3 separate regions of the Mus musculus genome follow, and regions 1 and 2 are each linked to region 3. The links are chromatin contacts, called in public Hi-C and capture Hi-C maps. All regions are on one chromosome and are shown on one strand. The core of a region is the stretch at or near the end of the contact, and the rest is flanking DNA. Distances in the headings are between cores, read along the strand shown.

What was found. A called contact is a pair of places that touch in the nucleus more often than the background predicts. Capture Hi-C pulls out chosen DNA fragments and counts their contacts.
Region 1: a contact with region 3 is called in a Hi-C map of bone marrow-derived macrophages, with 40 read pairs. A contact is called at or near these places in 3 of 39 promoter capture datasets (embryonic stem cells, hippocampal neurons and macrophages), 4 of 484 Hi-C or Micro-C datasets (the Patski cell line, bone marrow-derived macrophages, embryonic fibroblasts and 1 more), 5 of 130 datasets of targeted methods (CD8 T cells, the SCID.adh cell line, bone marrow-derived macrophages and 2 more) and 4 of 9 other capture datasets (adipose tissue, liver, macrophages and 1 more).
Region 2: a contact with region 3 is called in a capture Hi-C map of macrophages, with 2.0 times the contacts expected there. A contact is called at or near these places in 4 of 39 promoter capture datasets (cranial neural crest, embryonic stem cells and pre-B cells), 1 of 130 datasets of targeted methods (embryonic stem cells) and 2 of 9 other capture datasets (embryonic stem cells and macrophages).

The regions. Positions count from the first base shown.
Region 1 is chr19:11,556,509-11,561,080 of GRCm38.p6, reverse strand. It overlaps Ms4a4d (membrane-spanning 4-domains, subfamily A, member 4D), which reads right to left. Exons shown (of 7, transcript NM_025658.5): 7 at 2,615-3,204. The coding sequence ends at 3,064. Among named protein-coding and RNA genes, the nearest start is that of Ms4a4d, 22 kb to the right of the region's middle.
Region 2 is chr19:11,195,071-11,199,390 of GRCm38.p6, reverse strand. It overlaps Ms4a13 (membrane-spanning 4-domains, subfamily A, member 13), which reads left to right and starts at 2,654. Exons shown (of 7, transcript NM_001347435.1): 1 at 2,654-2,846. It overlaps 4930526L06Rik (RIKEN cDNA 4930526L06 gene), which reads right to left and starts at 2,574. Exons shown (of 3, transcript NR_045317.1): 1 at 2,427-2,574.
Region 3 is chr19:11,405,745-11,410,411 of GRCm38.p6, reverse strand. Ms4a4c (membrane-spanning 4-domains, subfamily A, member 4C) reads right to left here and starts at 2,751. Exons shown (of 7, transcript NM_029499.3): 1 at 2,645-2,751.

The DNA of each region.
Region 1 (4,572 bases), core at 526-3,025, 150 kb before region 3:
TCTGCAACCCTATAGGTGGAACAACAATATGAACTAACCAGTACCCTCTGGAGCTTGTGTCTCTAGCTGCATATGTATCAGAAGATGGCCTAGTCAGCCATCAGTGGAAAGAGAGCCCCATTGGTCGTGCAAACTTTATATGCCTCAGTACAGGGGAATGCCAGGGCCAAGAAGTGGGAGTGGGTGGGGGAGTGTGTGGGGGACTTTTTGGATAGCATTGAAAATTTAAATGAAATAAATACCTAATAAAAAAATTTCAAATTAAAAAAAAGAAAATTATGTGTCATATATATATATATATATATATATATATATATATATGCGTGTGTGTGTGTGTATGCGAGAGAGACAGATGGATAGACACACACATAGATAGATAGTTAGATAGATAGATAGATAGATAGATAGATAGATAGATAGATAGATAGATAGGATAGATAGATAGCTGAATATGTGAATATGATGGCTGTATATAATGTACAACTACAACTATAGCTCTTGAGGAGTCTAAAAAGAAATGAGACAAATACTACTGAATTATCTAAGTTTGGTTTAATTCTTAACATACTTCCTCCTTTTTCTTTTGTTTCAGTTTTTTTTTTGTGTGTGGTTGTAAACATTCAATAAAAGCCCACTTCTATTTACATGACTTTCCAAAAAGGATGACTATAAGATTGTGACACAAAACAAGAAAATAGGAGTAGATTCTGGAACTGCTCAGAAACATTATTTTGAGATATATTCTCTCTGGCTTGTGTGTAAAATTTCCCAGTTAAGCCAGCCCACTCTTTATCCTCTAGAACTCAGCATCCACAGTGATTCCTGTCCACTGTAGAACCACAGGCACCTCTGTAGGGACACAGCTGACTCCATCAGGACATTAAAGCTGTAATATCTCCTGTCATCTTTCTGTGTTACATGAGACAGAAAACAGTCTTTTAGACTGCCTCACTATGGGCTAAGCATCTTGTCCTCTAGAGAGAAGGTCAGAATTTTATTTTCCTTAAGTGCTTTCAGAGGAAGAGTGCAGACAGGATAAGAAAATTGAATAAATTATTTACAGTTTTAGGAAATGCAACCTTGCTGCTGTGGGAAAAATAATGCTTCCCTTCCTCTTCTCACCTTTTCTACTATTCTATTCTCTTGATAAGGGGAGAAGTTAAAAAAACCCCAAATGCTTCAAATGGAGAGGGAAAAATGCAGTATTTCATAATACCATCAGCCTTGCTCATAATGTCTGTGGCTTATTGGGCAATAGGAAAGATGCAGCTGAGAATACAGCCTGGCCACTGCTGTGTGCTGTGACCAGATTCAGAGAACAAAGGGTTGAGAGCTTAGCATAAGCACTTTCATAACTGACTGGGACATCCCATCCCTAGCTGAGAACTCACTTCCTGTGATGAGAACAAGGAAGCAACAGCACACAAAGAACAGAGAAAGAGCTGCATGGAAGGAAACTGAGAACTGAGAGAATCAATGAAATCTTTGTGAGTGTGACCCATTGCCAACAAGAAGCACTGCTGTGGGCTGGTCTGACTTTATGGGTGGGTATCTGAGGAACATTAATGAGGAAAATGTTTGTTTGGTTTGGTTTGGTGTGGATTTTGTTTTATTTGAAACAGCTTCAGATCAATCATTATCTTTTTGGTCTTGAATTAATTACTTTGTAGTTCTTGTCTTATGTAATATTTTTAATGTCCCCCCACCCCGTACTTTTTGCATTTTATGTGTTTTTTTTGTACAATGTGTGTATGTGCATAATTTGTGGGCATGTGTCTGTGAAAGTCAGCAGAGGGCATTGGATCCCCTGGAACCTGGGTTAAGATTGTTGTGAGTCACAATGTGGGTTCTGGGAACTTAAACCAGGTCCTTTCCAAGAGCAACAAGTACTCTGAACTACTAAGCCGTCTCTCCAATCCCATTTGGTATTTTTTTTTAATGTTTTCTTTCTGAGAACTGTCTTGATATAGCTATATTAAAAGTTAATTTAAGATAATTAGTAAATAGCATCGGGCCTAAGTTTGGCTCCTGGAACACATCAATACCTGCAGATGTACCCTGGATGCTTGGAAATATGCAAATAATTTAAATCATGCTATGCCAAATTAATGCAGGATCTAGACTTATTCTATAATGAATAATAAACATTGACACATACTTAGAATCAATTTATCTAAGAATGTACTGACAATCTTATTTCTTTTTGGGAAATTTAGCTTAAAAGCAGTCTTTGGACTTTGCCTTTAACCAGAAAGATAAAGTGAACATTCAACTGGAAGACAGTGAAACCTTCAACGGCAACCTTTAGTGACTTAGTTTCACAAGTTAGGCCTCATATCTGAAAGATTCAGCAATCTCTAAAAAGAATGGCTCTACTTGGAACCAAGTGTTTAAATATGTGAGCTTCAATCCTCAATAATAAGTAACTTTTTAGGTCATATGTAATATATACACATATGTGTATGTATACTCTCTATATCCACACAAAATATATACTATATATGTACAGTGAGATGCACTATACTTATATAAATATACAATGTATATAGATGCATATATGTGTGTGTTTGTGTGTTCATGCATGTGTGTGTATTTAAGGTTCAAGTGCTCTGATTTCAATCACTTTTGTTTATTGTAACTTTTCACCATAACAATTAAGGCATATACTATTAAGATGAACATTCATGTAGGATTAAAATTGGTTGCTATTATTAGTAAGGTAATACACCTGCTGTCTTACATAGTTTATGTGTCTGTATATGATCGTGAGCAGCCAAATTTATTTATTTAGCAACCCCCCCCCAAAAAAAACCCATGAACTCCATTCTTCACTCTTTGGAGACTTCACCTCACTAAACCAAGGTTTTTATCAGTTTACATTAAAATTTTTTTTGCCAATTAAATTCTTCTTGTACATACAATGAATAGAAGATTTTAAAGTGTTATTGACTTAATAAATGCTTGACTTACTTATTTAGAGCATGTCTTATATTCGTACAAAAAGCCAAATGCATACACATGTGCACACACACACTCTCACACATGAAAACACGTACATCAAAATTAGACTATTTCTCCTGGTTGGTTCCTGTATAGATTTTCTGGAACATTTTTCCCTTGGCATTCTGATGGTGGCAATGGTTGAAGTATCATGGGGGGTGCTGTCACTGTCACAGCAGAATTTGATGGTAGCACTACAAGAACCTGTGGAATGAATCAAAATGTCATTGAGTCATCCAGGATAGTCAGCACTTCCATTTCCTTACCTCATAATGTTACCTTTACTAGTGCCTACACTGTGGCTACTCAGTTGAATCAAACACCACACTGGGTGGTGTCTGGGCCACCTCTTGGATCATCAGGTGGCAGAGATTGAGCAGAGATGTGTGCAGCTGCATCTTAGAGCATCTGCCTTCTGTACAAATGGCTTACTTGAACCAACGTGTCACAGGGAACCAAATTAGTTTGTTCCTGTTGTCATTAGCACATCCAAACATTGACATGTTGGCCATGAATAAAGTTCAGCACCCATGACAGTAGCCCAGAATGACAGAAGCATAATGACACATGGAAATATATTCTGTCCCTTACAATCAAGGGGCATGTGCCAGCAGTAGAATGCAGAGGATACATCCTTAAGCAAATCAGGCTCCTAGGCCACTGCATTTATGGATTAACACACATGAGGTCAGTAGAAACAGCAATTGCTGGATTTCACAAGCTTCTTATACAAACTTAGAAATAGCTTATCTGGCATACTGTATTCATGATCTAATTCCTGGCTATTTTCTCCTCCTATGTACTTTTCTCCTCCTATGCATGTGACTTTCTTCTCCCTATGTGACATACTTCTTCCTCCATGTTCAAGAGCATCTGCAGCAGGTCTTGGGTTAAGACAAAGGCCAGGTGTGCAGAAGCTGAAAGTTTTCGAGAAACAACAGCCCAATCAACTCTGTGAACACCCTTTAGACAGGAGAATAGGGACTAGAAAGGAAGAATTATAGTGGAGGGAATGGGGCTGGATTTGATAAAAGCAAATTAAACGCAAGTAGGGCATACTCAGTGTGAAAGAAACCAGTACACAAAAGAAGACTCTAAGCTCTTCTTCACCTTGGCTTCATCTAAGGAGGACAGCATACTGTGTGAGGTTATGGGGCAGTGAGAGAAACAGATACAAACAAAAAGACTGGGTCTATAATGATCCTACAAAAGGTGCTTTATTCTGTGGCTGGACACTCTTCAGGTTCTTTGTATAGCTCACTAGTGCACTTCCATTCTTAGGAATGTTTTTCTTTTTTTGATAAACTATCTCAATTTCTAACATGAGTCCCTGGTACAGTCTTTTGCTCTACAAATCATGAATCTGGAATTGGGTGACCTCTGAACTCAGAGCAGTAGATTGGCACTCCTAAATATTTTTTCCCAAACTTTCTGGCCTTCTGTAGTCTTTCTCTCCATCTTCATCTGCCTGGAGGATGAGGGGATTTTCAGCTTGTCTGTCCTTTTTTGTTTGGTTTGGTTTGGTTTCCCTCCCTCAAAAGTGTCCTTCCTACTCTGGCTTTAAACTTTGTT
Region 2 (4,320 bases), core at 1,405-3,904, 210 kb after region 3:
AAAAGTTAAAGGTAAGACATACTGCTGGACAGACTATGCCTGCCCAGCTCCTTTTCATTAATGGATGCAGACCCAAAATGATAAAAAGTAAAAAGACATGAAAATTTCTTTTTACAAATTTCCAAATTGGTGATGGGCAGAGTCAGATCAATGTTCTCTTACTGACCTGTGTCATGACCACATGAATTTAGAAGCACTGATGAATACTTACTGTTTCTGTTGGTTTAGCTCCCTTCTTCTTGCCTACACCTATATTGAATACCCATTTGGGCCCATGTAACACAATGATCAGATCCAAGTTAATTTCCAGATATTGCTGGCTACATTTTAGATGAAGGGAAAAGAGACACCAATCTTGGCAGTACATGACAAGGATGCATCTTTTTCAGAACTGACTCTGAGAGTCCTATTCAATCCATAACTCTGAAGTTGATGCATTCAACTCGGTTGTTCTCTCCAGAGCACAGGCTGTGCCTACTCCTGCTAATTCTCATACATAAAACACAGAGGAACAGTAATGTTCCTGTGAGATCACTAATGCACTGTATTACTCAAGGGTGCATCCAAACCAGGGCCTGTGAGGTGGCTCAGCAAGTAAAGTTGTTTGCCACCAAGCCTAAGTTAGTTCCTCCATGGTGAAAGAAGAAAACTAACTAGCAAGTGGTCCACTAAACACACACCTATGATACACACGCATGTACATGCACACACACACACACACACACACACACACACACACACAGAAATAAAAACCATAAAACTAATAGCTCTTTTAATGATATACCAACTAATACACAATTCAGACAGTAAGAGAACCTTGGCATTTTATTTTCTCTTATTTGAAAGGTCTTCAGAGTTTCAATGTAAAGAAGTTAGCTATGATGAAAAAAAAAAAAAAAAAAAAAAAAAAAAAAAAAAAAGCTATTCAATTTCTAGTCCACATTTTCATTGCTATAAAAAGCATGGAAAAGACCTCAGTAACTTTAAAGCCTCATTGACTCTTTTGAGTACTTAAGCCTTAGGAGTGCTAGCCATACTTTATAAAAGTAAAATCTTTATAAAATCTTTATAAAAGGATTATCCTTTTCTATTTTTATTAGGTATTTTCTTTATTTACATTTCAAATGTCATCCTCTTTCCTGGTTTTCTCTCTGAAAAAAATCCCCTATCCCCCTCCCTCCTTCCCCCTCCCCCTTCCCCCTGCTCACCAACCCACCCCACTCTCACTTCCTGGCCCCAGCATTTCCCTATACTGGGGCATAGAGCCTTCACAGGACCAAGGGCCTCTTTTCTATTTTTATATATAATACATTATATGTTATTATATTATACGGAACCATATAGTGTATTAATTTTAAAAGTGCTATATAAATATTATATACTTATATATTTATATATTATAAATAATATAGAATATATCATAATACTATTATCAACATACATTATAATTAAATATATATTTATATTTTATATGATTCATATAATTTTTATAATTTATATATATATATATTTGGGGGGGTGAGACAGGGTTTCTCTGTGTAGCCCTGGCTATCCTGGAACTCACTTTGTAGACCAGGATGGCCTCGAGCTCAGAAATTCGCCTGCCTCTGCCTCCCGAATGCTGGGATTAAAGGCGTGAGCCACCACGCCCGACAAAGGATAATATTTTGTTTGTTTCTTTGTTTGTTTGTTTGTTTGTTTTTGAGACAGGGTTTCTCTGTGTAGTCCTGGCTGTCCTGGAACTCACTTTGTAGACCAGGCTTGCCTCGAGCTCAGAAATCTGTCTGCCTCTGCCTCCCAAGTGCTGGGATTAAAGCTGTGAGCCACCACTGCCCGGCTACATATAAATATATTTAAATATATTTATGTATACATATCTATTTTATGTATACTATGTAACATATAATGAAATATAAATAATATAATACTATATGAATATATATTATAAAAAGATTATCCTTCATAAAAGGATTATCATCCACGAAATATTTGCAATGTAAGCCAGAATTTTAAGTCTTCCAGGAATAAATGAAAGCTCACAGCATGCTCTGGTTAAAGGAGCATCTACTGTCCAAGGGTCTTTAAGCCCTCAGGAAGTCTTCGGTGCTCGGCAGGTGGCCTGTGCTCCCTAGAGAAAACAGGTTTTCCTTTCTGTCTCCCCATTTGCTCTCCAGTAGTAGAGTATTCTTTATCTTTTCATAGCTATCTATGCATCTTTATGTTTCTCTTCACAAACGTTGAACTACTGCCTCATATCAAATCCAAAACCAATACGGTGCAGAGAGCCTGCATAGTAAAATGTCCCCAGCGGGTGGGTCAAAGCAGTCATTTTAATCATTTCCTAAAGAGTCTCTTCATTAATTTCTTTAGCCATTTATATTTGGAGGAGGGTGGAAGAAGAGTAAACTATTAACTCATTTACTTGCCTTTTTACAACTTGAAACCTTCTGAAATGTGTGGTAAACGATCAGGTCTCTGCGGCCATTCTATCTTAGGAGAAGCATCCCTGAAGAGGCAGTGTTCCAGCCATGTCCAGGGAAGCCATTACTAGAAACTCCAGAAGAGGATCGAAGTGAGGGACCAGGGCGTGGCCCGCAGGCCCCAGTGAGTCTGCGCACTGGTTCTCATCCCTCTGCCCTAAGAGAGGGCTGTTGCCCTTGACAACCCGGCGGCTTGAGGAGCTTGACAACCACCTGGGAGCTAGACTGCGCGCTGCTGCCTCTGATGGCTATGCAGCCAGATCTAGCGCTGAGAGCACCATCCACGGTGATCCTTCTCTTCAGCCTGTGCCTAGGCCTGATAGGGTGAAACTGGATCCTTGGGTCTTGGGACAACTGAAATGTGAGGTAACAGTGTGCCTCTTTACTTTTGCTAAGCATCAAAATGGACACGGTCTGGAGAAAGGGGGTTGAGGAAAGAGAGGTGGGCACATCTCCATTCTCCATCTTTTATACCCTCTCGTTTGACCTTCTAAAAAATACTTTTATTTACTTTTTGAAATGTGGGGTCTCACTGTGTTGACAAGATTGCTCTAGAATTCCTGGGCTGAGCAATCGTCCTGCCTTGACCTCACAAGTAGCTGCCAGCAGCTACTTATTCCCACCCACTCCTTCTAGATTTCATCTAGTACTGACTGCCGGTATATGGGTGTATCATGATGTGAGGTGAAAAGTAAAATACTTCTCATGACTGTAACATCAAGGTTCGCCACTAGTCACCTTAAGTAAAGTATTCACTTAAAATATTTATCAGAAAAGGGGGAAGAAAGAGGGGAGTAACTGAATGCATATGGCCAGGGAATTAAGCAGGAATGACCACGAACACATGGAAATGAACTTTATAATTTCTGGGGACAACAAAGTGATTTGAAGTTAGTCTTGAAAAAAATTTGCAACACAATGTGGCAGGAATTACGGGCAAAATGTTAAGACAAACATCTGTGTATCTAGCTACCTTGTAGCACAAGCAGGCTTTGGGGAAAGGGTTACTACCAGGGTTGTTAAGCTATGAAGTCCGAGTGACCAAGTGAGAGGGGAAGGTGGGCAGGAAGCAGTTCATGAAGAAATTGGTGTGTCCTCTGAAGATGTCATTCTCTTCATTTTATTTTAAAAAATCTTTTTTGAGGTTGGTGAGCTGGTTCAGTGGTCATGAATCTTGCTGTTTTTGCAGAGAACCAGAGTTTAATTGCTAACACTCTTATCAGGCAGCTCGGTGCCAACTTAAACTTCAGGGGACCTGACACCCTTTTTCATAGGCATCCAAACACACATGCAGATACACAATTATTTTAAAGTAAAAACGTTTTAGATGTTTTAAATCATTTTTCTGGGACGCGCGCACACACACACACACACACACACACACACACACACACACCAAGGCTCCATGAACGTTATAGAAGAGAGGGTAGGAAGATTTAAAGTCAGAAGTGGTAGAAAGGGCTGTGCAACATTGTCCTCTGAATGTAACATGGGTGATGCACTCATGAACTCACTACAGATGTGGTCACCTACCCAACACTAGAGTCATCAACTTTTTCATTAGAGGGAGGAAGGGCTCTGGAGGCTTCACCCCTACCCTGAGGGACTATTAACAGTTAATAGTGGCTGAGGAGAGAGGTGTCACTTTCTTCAGTGGTATAACCCAGGATCCAGGATAAAACCTCCCACCCATGTTCATGAGGGCAACCCTACTTAACTCAGTAGGTCAGACACATAAAACAGGCAGGAAAGTAATGGAGGGACCTGTTGGGAAGAAAAGGGGTTTTAGCAAAAGAAGGTGGGCAGATAAAAAAGAACAACAGGGGAAGATAAGAACTAA
Region 3 (4,667 bases), core at 1,502-4,001:
CTAAGTCACAAACTAAGACAGGTAATACTGGAAATGAGAGAGGTTACTGTTGCCTGGTGAAATAGAAACTGTGAGCAAGGCCCAAGGTTTTCTTGATACCACAATTTATCCCCATATAAACTAACCAGGGTCACATAACACTACTGGAATCCATTCTAAGAGCAAGACTTCCACTTACCTAACCATGTGCCTAGGGTCGTGGTTCTCAACATTCCTAATGTCACAAAACTTTAATAGAGTTCCTTATGTTGTGGTGACCCTTCCCCAACCATAAAATTACTTTCTTTCTTCTTCATAAATGCAATTTTGCTATTGTTATAAGTCATAATGTAAATAACAATGTTTTCTTTTTTTTTTTTGAATTTTAGGATGATTTTTTTTAATTAGGTATTTTCCTCGTTTACATTTTCAATGCTATCCCAAAGGTCCCCCATACCCACCCCCCCAATCCCCTACCCACCCACTCCCCCTTTTTGGCCCTGGTGTTCCCCTGTACTGGGGCATATAAAGTTTGCAAGTCCAATGGGCCTCTCTTTGCAGTGATGGCCAACTAGGCCATCTTTTGATACATATGCAGCTAGAGACAAGAGCTCCGGGGGTGACTCCTGTGAGAAGGTCATTTAACCCCTAAAGGGGTCTCATCCCAAAGGTTGAGAACTGCTGTCTTATAGGTACTGCTACTTCAGCATTTATATGTTAGAAGCAAAGTCTCTATCATATGATCCCTTGGGGGATAAAATTTCATTTGTCTTACTCAATACACATTTCTTAGGTTAAGTTTACATTAATGAATCATAGTACAGGCCACAGATAAAATAAATGTTTCATAAACTTTCCTCTCCAAGGAGTTTGATAAATTCAAAAATTCAGGAACAAATTCAGGGAAATCCTAGGAAATTCAGTGAACTGATAAGGAAGCCTGCCATTAGAATCTTGGACAATCTGTTCTCTGCCTGGTAAAGCAGAGCCTCCGGAGAGCTCAGAGGTCACCAGTGACCCCAAACATTGGAATGAAGAGGAGATTCATGGAGATGGGAGCATCTGAAAGGAGAGCTGATGAGTGAGCAAAGCAAAGCCATCACAATGGAGGAGAGTGAGATGATGGAGGGACACCTGTGCATCTAATCAAGTAGTAACCTCATCCCAACTGGATTTGTGAAAGGCCTTCAGGGGCAGGAATGTGGGTTGGGTACAATGCAGTAGCTTTGGTTCTAGATAATGCAGAACTGCAGGATCTGTGTAGCTTCTTCAGCCATGATAGCAGTAAGTGAAGCTGCCTTAGAAGTCCACTGTAGGAAGCACCCATAGGAGCAGTGGCAACATTGATAACTGGGTACCCAATAGTGCTTTGTGATTCTATTCTTCTTGGTTTTCTCTACACTGCTGACACTAGATAAGGGATCCTTCTTTGTTGAGATCCAGCAACACACACAAGCAGCCACTGCAGTGCTGGCTTCCAAAGTACAGGTTCCCAGAAAACAAATAACATGAAAATAATTATAAACCACAGGGCACCAGCTGGGGGGATTAACTCCGATAGGAAGAGCATGCACAGGTATGGGGCACACTGAACAGTTCCACAAGATATCACAAGGAGTGTTGAGGGCTGAAACTGAAAATGGCCTTTTGAGGGAAAGTGAAACTGAATGCTTAGGGTACTTAGTAAATGAAGCAAATTTCAACAAGCTCCAACAACTTCACACATTACATATATACAAACATACATATATACATAAATTCATACATACATTCATACATGATACATACATTCATACATACATACATATGGTAGATGGAACAAAGCTCCAACATACCATACACACACACACACACACACACACACACACACACACACTGGTAAATTACCTGAATAATTCCATGTTTCCCATCCAATGATATCAAGATCCAGGGTCATTGTTGAATGGTGTTTCAACAACTTAGATTCAAGTTGACTCTACACCCAGTTGGGTCAAGAACCTAAATTATAATTGCATCTATCTCCCCATGGATCCCATCTCAACTTTGATAGGCCATACTGGTATTTCATGTTTTAACCAATGTCAAAGTTATATCAATGTTCTTCCCCCCAACACCTGGGCCTCTGGCATCCTCCAGAGTCTCATGCTATGTGTGTAGTCTGTATTACCCTGGAGAAAGAACAGGTGAGACTAGCTTGACTGGTTCTAGATGGAGGACCTGGCTCTCTGGATCTTCAGCTGCTCTAGGAAGCAGCTTTGGAGAAGCTGGAGCTTCTTTGGAGAAGCTTTCAAAGATGAGGTATGACATTTGTTTTACACTCTTAGGAATGCCAATAGATTAAAAAACAGACAATGCTTATGTTTCTTCCTACTATGCTTTTAAAAAATGTTGTTTGGACTTCAATATCTCACACTCCATTGGCATCCCTATAATCAGCAATGACAGGTTATTGTAGAGAGAGCACATCAAACTTTAAATACTCAAATATTTAAGTTACAAAATAAGGACTATAAATATTCACCTCCTTATCATATTTTAAACCGTGCATAACAGATTATTTTAATCATAAAATGTTACAGAACAAAACATAAGTCTTTTCTTTAGAAAACTTGTTTTAAGTAAAATTTATTCCTCAACCTCCAATAAAATAAAAAGATGTACTAACCAGACAATGGGAAGGATCTGATGTCAGATGATTTATTCCAGGAGAAGTTTTGATTGTGTGTTCTCACAGGACTCTGTTCCCCCTTTGTAGATAGCAGACTGGTTAATTGTGCCAGGACTTCCCCTCCACTGACTAAGAGGCAGAACCTTTTGCTTCTGGCATTTCCTCCCCACCCACTTCAGCCATCATACATGAGTGGATGTGTACTCTGAGGATTCAAGGTAGAAACTATTGTCATTTAGACAAATGGATATGGGTAATATTTTGAAATGCAAATAACACTTTTATTGAGAATATAGACAAGTATCAATTTGTGGTATATTATTACAGTGTAGCATCCCAAACCATAATGACTGATGGGAGAAGGGTGGGATGGGGGAGGAGAAGGCAATAAGGGAGTTTGAAACATTTGGGTAGGAACAGCAGCAGGAGCATTATTTCCTTGTCTATTGTACATTGAGTACATTACTTCATGATCTCACTGTATCTTTACACACAGGCATGATCCATTGTACAATGACAAAAGTCTAGGAAGAGCCCAAAAGAGGGAGAGAGATGAATCAGGAGAGCTCAGGTGGCTCCTGGGGGCCTAGAACTGTGACCTACGACATACCTTCTGACCTAGGGAAATATCTGGTCTGTTGTATCCTTGGCTCCATTTTTAAAAAATGAAGGAATGGATATCACACCACCAATAAGTGGCAGGGCCAGAATTTCAACCACAAGTTGATTAGGAAGAAGCTCCCAGATTCTTCCACTTCACTGCAGTCAAGTTTCTATGAGGAGTTGGTAATTTATAAAAGCTACAAGGCCAAAAAAATTCAGAACATAGTGTAATTGACCCACATCTGTGGAATAGAATAATTAGGAACCAATGAATAAATATAAATAGAATGTGGGTAATTTTTGTAGGTCTTGAAAGATTTTCTGGGATACGTAAGATGTGTGATAAAAAATAAAGTTGTTGGAGCTTTGTTCCACCCAACAAATATATGAATGTATGTATGTATGTATGTATGTATGTATGTAATTGGTGAAGTAGTTGATGCTTGATTCATCCACCAAGTGTGTGTGTGTGTGTGTGTGTGTGTGTGTGTGTGTGTGTGTGTGTGTATGTGTGTCCGTGTGTCTGTTTGTGTGATTCTTTCCCACCTTTTTCTTGCTGACTCCAGAAAGTTTCACTGGACCCAGAGTCTTTCTTCCAGCCCCAGGGAGTCCTCCACTAGCCCCAGAGAATCAAGCTGTGTTCCCTCTAATAAAAGTCTGTTGAATGACCAATTGACTACTCTATGACCCACTCCAGTTTACCCTAGATGTCAAAGCTGCTCTTTGCCAAAACAGAAGGAGCACTCTTGACCACCCTCTATGAAGCCAGTGTCACTCTAATTACACACACACACACACACACACACACACACACACACACACGAAAACTACATGTCATTTTCCTGAAGAACATAGATCTAAAAATGCTCAATAAAATACTAACAAAAAGAATACAAACATATATTAAAAAAAGATTATCTACCATGACAACATTGGCTGTATCCAGAAAACATGGAATGATTCAATCGTCACAGGTTCATTAATATAATAAATCAATCATGTAAATGAATTTAAAGACGAAAATTGCATGATCATATCAAGAGATGTGAAAAGACCCTTTGAGAAAATCCAACAGGCCTTCAGCCTTCGCGATAAAATTCCTACAGAATGTAGGCTAGAGGGAACATACCTCAATATAATAAAAGCTGTATTTTATAAACTCATAGCCAACATCATTGTAAATGAAGAAAAGCTTGAAGCAATCCCACTGAAGTCAAGAAAGAGACAGAAATTCTATTATTCTCACTTTTTTTCAGTATTGTGTTCTGAATACTAATTGGAACAATAAGGCAAGAGAAGAAAATTGAAATGGGTGCAGATAGAGAATGAAGACAACAAACTATTCCCATTCTCAGATGACATGATACTATACAATAGAGACCCGAAAAATTCTCCTAAAATCTTCTCATAATGAAAT